Regions from separate parts of the Sus scrofa genome. Here regions 1 and 3 are each linked to region 2. Evidence: chromatin contacts called from public HiChIP or PLAC-seq data. All regions are on one chromosome and are shown on one strand. Each heading gives the region's core, a stretch centred on a gene start, on an enhancer-like site or on the middle of the called end of the contact. The rest is flanking DNA. Distances are from core to core; before and after follow the strand shown. Region 1 has its middle 88 kb from the start of CALM2. Region 2 overlaps TTC7A (tetratricopeptide repeat protein 7A). Region 3 has its middle 77 kb from the start of EPCAM.

Evidence for each region. HiChIP or PLAC-seq counts read pairs in DNA pulled down with a chosen protein or histone mark.
Region 1: a contact with region 2 is called in an H3K27ac HiChIP or PLAC-seq map of skeletal muscle. The contact joins two enhancer-like sites. A contact is called at or near these places in 2 of 2 datasets of contacts at active chromatin or transcription factors (alveolar macrophages and skeletal muscle).
Region 3: a contact with region 2 is called in an H3K27ac HiChIP or PLAC-seq map of skeletal muscle. The contact joins two enhancer-like sites. A contact is called at or near these places in 15 of 47 Hi-C or Micro-C datasets (adipocytes, brain, embryonic fibroblasts and 9 more) and 2 of 2 datasets of contacts at active chromatin or transcription factors (alveolar macrophages and skeletal muscle).

Annotation. Positions count from the first base shown.
Region 1 is chr3:93,281,590-93,285,106 of Sscrofa11.1, forward strand. No RefSeq gene overlaps it. Among named protein-coding and RNA genes, the nearest start is that of CALM2, 88 kb to the right of the region's middle. Within about 2 kb of position 1,417, at least 6 of the 83 cell types and tissues checked have an H3K27ac peak or open chromatin away from gene starts, as enhancers often do. A contact at or near this core is called in skeletal muscle, where this site is marked.
Region 2 is chr3:93,495,285-93,498,868 of Sscrofa11.1, forward strand. The region is part of intron 15 of TTC7A (tetratricopeptide repeat protein 7A); the gene reads right to left. Among named protein-coding and RNA genes, the nearest start is that of TTC7A, 95 kb to the right of the region's middle. Within about 2 kb of position 1,542, at least 49 of the 83 cell types and tissues checked have an H3K27ac peak or open chromatin away from gene starts, as enhancers often do. A contact at or near this core is called in liver, mesenteric adipose tissue, retroperitoneal adipose tissue and 2 more, where this site is marked.
Region 3 is chr3:93,260,514-93,263,861 of Sscrofa11.1, forward strand. No RefSeq gene overlaps it. Among named protein-coding and RNA genes, the nearest start is that of EPCAM, 77 kb to the left of the region's middle. Within about 2 kb of position 1,633, at least 31 of the 83 cell types and tissues checked have an H3K27ac peak or open chromatin away from gene starts, as enhancers often do. A contact at or near this core is called in liver, mesenteric adipose tissue, retroperitoneal adipose tissue and 2 more, where this site is marked.

The DNA of each region.
Region 1 (3,517 bases), core at 167-2,666, 210 kb before region 2:
TTTCCTTTTTGTCTTTTTAGGGCTGTACCTGCAGCATATGGAGGTTTCCAGGCTAGGGGTCAAATCAGAGCTGTAGCTGCTGGCCTACACCACAGCAACTCGGGATCCAAGCCGCATCTGCAGCCTATACCACAGCTCACAGCAACGCTAGATCCTTAACCCACTGAGCAAGGCCAGGGATGGAACCTACATCCTCATGGATTCTAGCTGGGTTCAGTAACCATTGAGCCATGGTGGAACTCCAGTATTTCCTTTCCTCCTCATCTGACCCTAATCCTGGGGAAACAAGTGATGAATATAATAATAATTAACATATTGAGATTCTGTCTGAGACAGTTTGTGAAGCATCCATTGCACATTCATTATTCTTTTTTTTTTCCTTTGGCCGCGCCTGCAGATTGCAGAAGTCCTTGGGTCAGGGATCAAACCTGCACCACAGCTGTAACCAGAGCCACAGCAGTGACAATGTTGAGCTGCAAGGGAACTCTGCAACTCATTATTCTATTTAATTCTTACGACAACCAGGAAAGGTGGAACTGCTCTCCCCATTTTCCAGATGAGAAAACTTAGGCATAGAGCGATCAAGGAATTTTCCCAAGGCCCACCACCAATGAGTGACAAAACTAGGATTCAAACCTAGGTCTATCTAGTGCCAGAGCTTAAGCTCTTAACTACTCAGCTCTGTCTCCCAAATCAAAGAAAACTGGAAAGGAGACTCAGAAAAGCTAACAATTTGTCTGAGATCATATAGCTCATCAGTGGCAGAGCTGCAATTCAAACTCAGGTTAAGTCCTCTGTCACCAAGTCCAAAGCTCTTTCACCTGCTGCTTCTTTTACTGCTCCGTTTGCCTCTCAAAGTCCCAGGATCCCCTGGGGTGTCCAGGAAGTACTTGCAGACTGAAGGACTTAGCTCTTCTGGTTTGACATGCTTAGTTGGAGCTGTTTTCTCAGAAACTCTCCCAACTGCTTCAACATCAGCCAGACTAGTCTTGTCTACAAACAGGCTAGATCTTAGCTCAGCCTCCATCCTCCCATACTGAGGACCTGGAATTCCAATGGAATGATTTTTCTGTAAGGGGAATAGATGATGAAAATGCAATGGGTTTAATGTCCCAACATCTTAGGATAAAAGAAGTTTGGGGAAGGTTTTCTGACAAGAGGACCTGGAGGGTATGAGAAACTAAAGTTCTGGTTGGGGGTAGGTTGGGAGAGGATCCAAGAATGAACTTGGCACAGAGGGTGTAAAGACAGATTTCACTTAGAGTGATTTTCTGGAGATCAGAGCCTCTTGATCCTATTGCCTTGAACTCTGGATTTGTGGGTTTGTCCTTGTCTTTGGGCCCTAGAGGGCCTTGGTCCAGGCCCTTCTGCCCAGCTGAACACAGGAAATGCCATCTTCACACAGTAAGACTTCACACCTGTCCCCTTAGGGCAGCCCTAGGCTTGGCCACAGTTGCCAGGGGACAGTCCTGCCAAGCGGCTCAGCTTATTAACTTCTCTAATGGACAGTAAACTGTGTGAGAGCCTGTAAGGGCTTGGATCCCCAGCCCACCTGGTAAAAATATGTTTCTCGGAGGCCTGTGCCAGATTTAGTTCCTGGCAGCTTCATTGGGATTAAAGACTTTCCAGAACCTTCTTCACTCAATTCAATTTCAATGAACAAGGATTTACTTAGCCTCTCTGAGTGCCAGTGCTGTTTCTGGAGATTTCATCACCCTCCTCCTATTCCAGCCCATTTTCACATCCTGATAGCAGCTGAATTTTCTTAAAGCCAGCACTGTGTTCTGAGGCGTCAGAGTAAGACAGACTTGGGTTCAAATTCCTTTGCCACTCAGTACTTGCATGACACTTAACTGAGCTTCATTTTCTCCATCTGTAAAACATCAATCTCAGAGGGCTGAATTTGAGAATGAAATGAGAGTGTGCATGAGCTCAGGCCAGGGTCCAGCACCTGGAAGGCCGTGATCAGTCAATAGTAGCAATCAAACCAATAAGCAAATAAAACCATAAAGTCTTCCTGCTCCCATAAAAACTTTCCTACCATGCATAGGGCAAAGTCTGGCCTTCTTCACCTGGCACTCAAGGCCTTCCATGGAGGGCCGCATTTCAAGGGCTTGATAACCACATGTGGCTTGTGGCTGCCATATTGGATAGCACAGAATAGCCCATTATGAAAGTTTATTGGGCAGCCTTGCTGTAGGTGATACTACAGCTCACTCACTAACCTGAGCCCCTTTCCTTGGAGCAGGTTTCAACGGGAGTATGGACTCAGGATGGTCAGCATGAGGGTCCTAGAAGTGGGCACCACCAGACCAGGAAAAGGAGTAAACAGAGCTCTGAGAACTGAGGTAAGACCGAGGGAATAGCCATTAATACCCTCACTACCTAGCATCTTTTTTTCCCACGCATTTTGGGCTCTTCAGGGGTGCCCTGGGAGGGTAAGGAGATAGGGGGCAGCAGGGACTTGGACTTTGTGGGCTTCTGTAATTTCCTGCCTGTGACCTTTCTCTCCGGTTTAATTATCCTTATTTCTCCAGCTGTTGGGAGGAGTACTTGAGTAACACCCCCGACCCCTGCCCACATCGGGAGAGTTTAACTCTTGCTAGATCTTTTCTCACATTTAGATAAGCTCTACATAGGAAAATTTGTCCATGGGGTGGGTGGTGGTGGGGGGGAAGTGGTGGTACATGCATCTGTTTTTAATACAGAAAAATAAAAGAAGAAAAATGAGCATATTCTTTCTTTCTTTCTTTCTTTCTTTCTTTCTTTCTTCCTTTCTTTCTTTTTGGTCTTTTTAGGGCTGCACCTGCAGCATATGGAGGTACCCAGGTAGGGGTCCAATTGGAGCTGCAGCAACAAGGGATGCGAGTGGCATCTGCAACCTTCACCACAGCTCGCAGCAATGCCAGATCCTTAACCCACTGAGCAAGGCCAGGGGTGGAACCTACATCCTCACGGATACTAGTCGGGTTCATTAACCACTGAGCCAGGAAGGGAACTCCGAGCAGACTCTTTCTAACAAGAGCCTGTTACCTTAAAGCGCATGCTCCTGCCCCCTCCCCCCAACGCTGAGCTATAGTAACACGAAGCTTCATTGTTCTATTCTATGTGCGTGCTTGAATTTTTTCATAAAACAAGTTTAAGAACTAAGAGCATACTTCCACTAAAACTTTATCCAAGCAGACTACTTGCCCCCAGACTTCCAAGGAGGTCTCTTTCTGTTGTACCTGTTCTGATGAGCCTGGAGGGGAGCCAGGTGAGTGGGGAGGGGCAGGGATGACTATTCATCCTGGATGTTTCCATCCTGGTATCTGTTTATTTTACAGGGAACTTGAGCCTGTGGCCTCTCAGGTGTCCTGATTCCTGATGAAAGGATCCGAGGCATGGGTGTCCTGGTGACCTGGCCCCTGGCCAGGTTTTCCACTTGCTTCTAGGTTTCACCCTCTGCTGGTGAGAGCTTCTGACTCATGCTGGTGGTGGGGGGACGTGCAGCACGGGTGGGGGGTCCCTCCCAGGC
Region 2 (3,584 bases), core at 292-2,791:
CACTGCAGGGGCAGGGGCAGCCTTACTTAATGGGCATTAAAAAGCCTCCTGGATCCTTTCCCAGGGACTTGGGAATGGGCCACGCCTGCTTGAAAACCAAAGGCTCCGGGAACACAGTGCCTGCCTCCAGCAAATGTGGATCCTCCAGGAGGATCAGGAAGCAAAGGGCTAACCACTTTATTTATTTGTTTTTTTAGGGCTGCACCTGCAGCATATGGAAGTTCCCAGGCTAGGGGTCAAATGGGAGCTACAGCTGCCGGCCTATGCCACAGCCATAGCAACGCAGGAACCAAGTCGCATCTGTGACCTACGCCACAGTGCATGGCAGTGCTGGATCCTTAAGCCACTGAGTGGGGGCCAGGGATCAAACCCACACCTTCATGGACACTAGTTAGGTGGGTTACCTCTGAGCTACAAAGGGAACTCCCCCAAACCACTTTCAAACAAAGAATTCCTTTTGGAAAGCCTGCAAATAACTGTCTGTCCCCCCTTTCCATCTTCTTCCCCAAATCAAACCCCCTGGATCATCTACCCTCCTAGCTGGAGTGTAAGCAGAAGCCACAGAGAGAGTGAGGACACTAGCAGACTGCAGTGTCACACAGTGAGGTCACAGGAGGCTCCACAGAACAACCAGAGAAGGGACATGCTGAATGTCAACCCAGCTTAGCTGAGCAGGAGCTGACCTTTGGGGAAGAGTGGGCCAGTGCCCATGATTATGGCTGGCTTAACACTCCCATCAACCACATGCCCTGCAAGTTTACCCTGCGGCTCTTGTCCTCACCAGGGACTGTGGCAGCCAAAAATGTCTAATGAACCTGGCAAGGTGAAAAACTCTGTTTGTGCTAATACCTTTGATTCCAGCCCCCTCGCTGAAGCACTGGTATTTTAAGTGTCCTTTTGATCTATGGCAAGTCCCTAATAAGAACCATCCAGCAAACATGCCGAGTTTAAGGTGGAGATATTCACAGAAGCCCCAGGCCTCCGATCATTTCTGCACGACTGGACATTTAACACACGCAAACCTAAGAAAAAGGTGAGGCTGGCCAGGTAGGGAATCAGAGGGGAGCCCTTGAAGCTGACGTTGGCCTTAGCCGGATTCAGCCAAGGTCTGGCCCCAGCTAACACCTAGTCTGTCAACTCAAACATTTTCCAAAACAGCCCAGGTTTCCTGGGGGAGATGCTGTGACTGGTTCCATTTGTTTCTACGTGGCGAGCTCTGGCTTGTCAAGAGGGCCATATAGCTCCTGCTCTGGGGAGCGCTCCCTAGGGCTCCGACACCCCTTCCCCCAGGACCTTCCAAGTGTTCCAGGACCTGGGCTGGGCAGAAACTCCCAGGCAGAGTGGGAGGAGGTGGCCCTGCCACCGAGGGGAAGGGAAGGACAAACCAGTTGGCTCCTCTTCTGCCAACCAACCCATGGCCTGGGCTTTCAAAACCGGTCTGGCAGGCTGCCAGGCCCAGGGTGGGAGCAGTGACTGACGGACTGGTTATTGGAAAGCTCCCATCATTAGCCCAGGAATGTTGTTTGGTTACTATGGCGACCGTCCCCTGACAAGCGGCCTGACTAAAGCACAAGGAATCTGTTACCTAAAACCAGCACCCGACGGAGTCCGTGGCTTCGGGAACCAAGCTTATCAGCAGCCTGTTCCCCATGACCCTCCCAGCTGAGTCCCAATCCGGAGAAGCGACCCACACAGGCATCTCTGCGCTGGCTGCTGGACCTCTCCCATTCCGAGGCCTGATCTGGCTCGGAACCCAGCTCCAAACAGGGAGCCTGCTGCCCCCTTGAGGCCCCCTACACACCGGCCAGCGACAGCCCGGCCTGCCCATGTGTCCAGGGCTTCTTAGCCTGAAGCCCCTGGGATTTCAGGAAACTGCTTGGGTGTCTGGTCTCCCCCCACACACCCTGTGCCAGGTTCACGCTGTCCCCACAGGGCATTGTTCTCTGCCTTATCACGTTCCTGCCTTTTGAAACGCAAGCTCTGTTAACGAACAGCCGCCCCGCCGCACGGAAACTGAGATCCTCTTTGCTTTGCCTTCTAATCCCTGAATTCAGGAGGGTTTTCAAAAGTCAACTCCACGAAAGCTGGGTTTTTCTCCCGGAGGCTTAAGTCTCCCTGTAGGAATGGTGACCTCTTGGGCAGCTACGGAGTCCGAACACCTTATCACAGCAGCCCGCTCCCCACCGCCTGGCCCATGGCCTGCACTGCCTCCCTCACAACCCAGATCACAGCCTTACACTGTTTGTGGACCATCTTCCAGACCCGCACCCCCACCCCCACCCGCCCCGCTGTCCTTGAACCCAGTAGCAAAACCGCTTGTGCAATCTTTTCTTATCTGAGTCTCACAAGACCTTGGAGGTAGAGGGAGGTCGGACAGATGGGAGCCTTTAAGCAGAGGAGAGGATGGAGGCACGTGAAGGAGGGGCAAGCTGGAGGTGGCACAGGCAGGGACCTGCTATGGCTCCCACGTGGGGACAGGCTCACGAGGACAGGGGTCTGTGCCACCCACCAGCATCGCCTGTGCCAGGCCTCCTCCACCCCTGACACCACCCTGCCAGCCTCTCCTTCACTAAGGCAGCCTGTGCAGAAAGGAAGCGCCTCAACAGGTCCCAGCCACCTGACACAGCCATCGGCAGGGCACTGGGTGGCAGACAGACCCAGACCACAGGCCTTTAAGTGCTTAGAATACAGACCTTGTTGGGGATGCTGAGGTCAGGGCGAAGGGGATTGATTTTTTTTTTTCCCCTTTGGCCGCAGTGATATTTATGGGGTGAGAGGTTTAATTAACTGCCGTGGCAACAGCTGGAGCCACACACAGCGTGTTCCCAATGCAGGGAGCAGCTGGAGTGGCAGGATGCAGTTTCAATTGAAGAGCAATGACATTCTTCAGTGATCCCTGACCGGTAATGGACTCAATGACATTTCCTGCTAATCCATGGGTTTCATCTGTGGGGAAAAGTTACTGACTTATTTGCAAAGAGCTAGGGTCACTCCGGAGTGCTGTGTGGCAGGGGGAGCTTCCACCCCCATTCCCAACTCTCTCTCTCTCTCCCTGCTCCCTATTTTTTTAAGGTTTTTTTGGTTGGTTGGTTTTGGTGTTGGCTTAAGACAACAGAACTATATGCTCTCACAGTTCTGGAAGCCAGAAGCCCCCTACGTATTTTTTTCCAGTTAGTTTGGCAGCCTTTAGGGCTGGCCCAGATCAAGAAGGAGCCCCTCAGGGTCTGGATGTGAGGGCCCCACGGTGGCTCAGAGATGAAGAACCTGGCTCTATTTCTCTATCCCCGCAGCCCCTGGATGGGCAGACCTCATAGAGTGAGGCATCCCGGGCTGCTGGGATGCTCTGGTCCCCAGGGCTCCACAGGAGGTCCCTCTGCAGGAACAGAGTAACAGAGGCGCCCCGAGGAGGCCTCTGAGGCTCTTCCTTCCTTAGGCTGGGACCTCAGAGGTGTCTTCTTAAGACCCCAGCCCCTGAGAGGCCCTGGCTCTGCGGTGTTTGGATGGGGGAGCGCTGTTCCCATGGCAGATGCTGCCCCTTCAGAAGGCTCCTGCCTGCAGAAGTGGGGACGCAGCTGACCCAGAGC
Region 3 (3,348 bases), core at 383-2,882, 230 kb before region 2:
CCCTTCTTTAATAGTTTTAAACATCTGTCTCTTGCTTAAGCTGAGGGGAGGAGAGGGGAGCAGGGAACTGAGCAGGGTGAAAGGGCATGTGGGAAAAGAGAAAAAGAAAAGAAAGGAAAAGTTAGGAGGGACAGGGGTTCCCGTCATGGCTCAGTGGTTAACAAATCTGACTAGGAACCATGAGGTTGCAGGTTCGATCCCTGGCCTTGCTCAGTGGGTTAAGGATCCGGCGTTGCTGTGAGCTGTGGTGTAGGTTGCAGACACGGCTCGGATCCCGTGTTGCTGTGGCTCTGGTGCAGGCTGGCGGCTACAGCTCCGATTCGACCCCTAGCCTGGGAACCTCCATATGCCGCAGGAGCGGCCCAAAGAAATAGCAAAAAGACAAAAAAAAAAAAAAAAAAAAAAAAAATCTGGTGTTGTCATGAGCTGTGATGTAGGTCGCAGACGCGGCTCGGATCCTGCATGGCTGTGGTGTAGGCCGGCGGCTACAGCTCCGATTCAACCCCTAGCCTGGGAACCTCCATATGCCGCAGGAGCGGCCCTAAAAAAGGCAAAAAGACCAAAAAAAAAAAAAAAAAAAAAAAAAAAAAATTAGGCGGGAAAGATTGAGGGCAGAGACGGGCAGGAGAAGGAGGGGGAGGAGCAACACGACCTAGGAAGACGCTGACGGAAAGAATCTTCTTGTTCTGCAAACATACAAATATTCTTCATCTACTTGAAGGAAAAGTCTTTATTTTGAGTCAGCTGTGAGAGGCCCCTTTGGTCCCTCGGTCTGAGAGGGAAATTATTTTCTGCCTCTCTGGTTTCCCAGGTCACCAGTTATATTAAGCCACAGTCCCTTGGTGGTTGCCGTCTGTAATTTTTCCACTCCCCACCCTTTTCAGTCAGATTGCAAAATAAGGACATTTGGAAACTTGGACTCTTGGTGATCAGGCTGAGGAGATGTGGCCTAGGACTCTCGAGCTCCATGGAGCTGGGTAGGGTCCTTATTGAGGGTCCTGTTTATTTTTATTTATTTATTTTATTTTTTTTAGGGCCGTACCCATGGCACATGGAGGTTCCCAGGCTAGAGGGAGAATCGGAGCTGTAGCTGCTGTTCTACGCCACAGCCATAGCAACGCGGGATCCGAGCCAATCTTCGTCTACACCGCAGCCCATGGCAATACCGGATCTTTAACCCACTGAGCAAGGCCAGGGATCGAACCTGCAACCTCATGGTTCCTAGTCGGGTTTGTTTCCGCTGCGCCACGACGGGAACTCCCTGAGGGTCCTGTTTAGATCAGTAACAGGAAGGCAAGAAGTGCTGCCAGGTCGCTTCCATGGGTGCTCAGACCCTAGCCTGTGGCCCTGGGGAGACCCCTGCAGTGTTCCCACACCTTCCCAAGCAGCAGAGCATGGCTGCTCCCATGGGGCTCGGTCTTAGGTGAGAAGCGAGTTCTTTGCCAGAAATGTCTCCATTGTCCTGGCACAGATCTGAAATTCAGAGCATCTACTGTCATCATTCTAACAAGCCGCATTCATAATACATCCTGAAGCTGTCTTTCGGAACTTAGCTCCTGCCACACCTGCCCCACGCCCTGCGTCCCAGCCAGGCCAGCCTGCTTGCTACACCCCCTGAACAAGTCAAATATTTTCACAGACCTGTGCCCTTGATCGTGCCCTTCTCGTCTCTCGGCTTAGAACGCCTTTTCCTTTTCTCCCCCACCCAGTGACGTCATCCTCGTGATTTCCTCTGATTTCCAGGCAGAGGGAACGATTTCCTTCCTTGAGCTTTCAAATGTACTTTACATACGTCTGTACTTAGACACAACACTCGTCACTCTGGTTTGTAATTATTTGCCCGTCTGCCAGCCTATTCGTCAAGGGCAAGAGCCCAGGCTTATTCATGGCCTGTCCCAGTACTTTGGCTTAGTGCCTGGCACATTCATTCAGTCATTTCGCAAATTTATTGAGCACTGACTATGTGCCAGGTTGTTTTCTAGGTGCTGGACAGGGAACAAAATAGATAAAGTTCTCTGTTTCCATGGAGCTTACCTTCTTGTTGGGGAGGCAGACAACATACAGAAATAAATACTATGTCGTGTTGTGATAAGTGCTAGAAGAAAAGCTAAGGGGGCTAAGGGCACAGAGGATGGTGGAGGTATTATTTTAGACAGGATGGTCGGGGAAAGCCTCTCGCCATAAGGTGGCATTTAAATAGAGACCTTCAGGAGTTCCCATCATGGCTCAGTGGTTAACGAATCTGAATAGGAACCATGAGGTTGCGGGTTCGATCCCTGGCCTTGCTCAGTGGGTTAAGGATCTGGCGCTGCTGTGAGCTGAGGTGTGGGTCGCAGATGCAGCTCGGATCCCGTGTTGCTGTGGCTCTGGTGTAGGCCGGTGGCTGCAGCTCCGATTCGACCCCTAGCCTGGGAACCTCCATATGCCACCGGAGCAGCCCAAGAAATGGCAAAAAGACAAATAAATAAATAAATAAACAAAGAGAGACCTGCAGGAGGTGAGGGAGTGGGTCACGTAGCAATCTGGGGAACCAGCATTCCAGGGAGAGGAAATAGCCAAGTGTCAAAATGCAGGGTGAATAGGCAAGTGTCAAAAAGGGTGAGAGTGTGTCTGATGAGTTTAAGGGACAGCAGCAAAGAGGCCAATATGGCCGTAGTGGCAAGTGAGGGGAAGAGCTGTTAGGAGAGGAGCTCTGAGAAATTAGTAAGCAAAAAAAAAATTATATATATATACATATATACACACACACATATATGTCACAGGTGTGGCCCCGAAAAGCAAAAGAAAGAAAGAAAGAAAGAAAGAAAGAAAGAAAGAAAGAAAGAAAGAAAGAAAGAAAGAAAGAAAGAAAGAAAGAAATTAGTAAGCAGCGGGGCCCAGAGCACCTTGAACCTTCAAGCCAGGATGGAAGCTTCAGTTTTTACCCCAAGGGAGATGGGGAGCTATTGCAAGGATTTGAGAAGAGAGACCATCTAACTTAAATTTATGAGCATTCATGATCTTATGGGACTCCTGGCTACTCTCTGGAAAACAGACTGTCCATGGTGGATGCTCATGAAGGCCATATGTAACATGGGACCAGATGCAAATGGTCCTTGAGGACAGCATGAGCTTATCCTTGATTGGTCAGGAAATCGGCTCGTTTGTTCTCTTTAGATTATATTCTTCTTCTCCTTTAGAGAAGTGCCACAGCTGATGAGGGTTTTCTGGCCCTAATCATTGAATGAGCCTGGAGAAACCAGACAGAACTCATGGGAAATAAACCAAGAAGGTGGCCTGCTCAACTGAAAGATACCAACTTTGCCTGTAACCATATATACCCCTAAAAGTCAAGGCAGACTTCCTGGA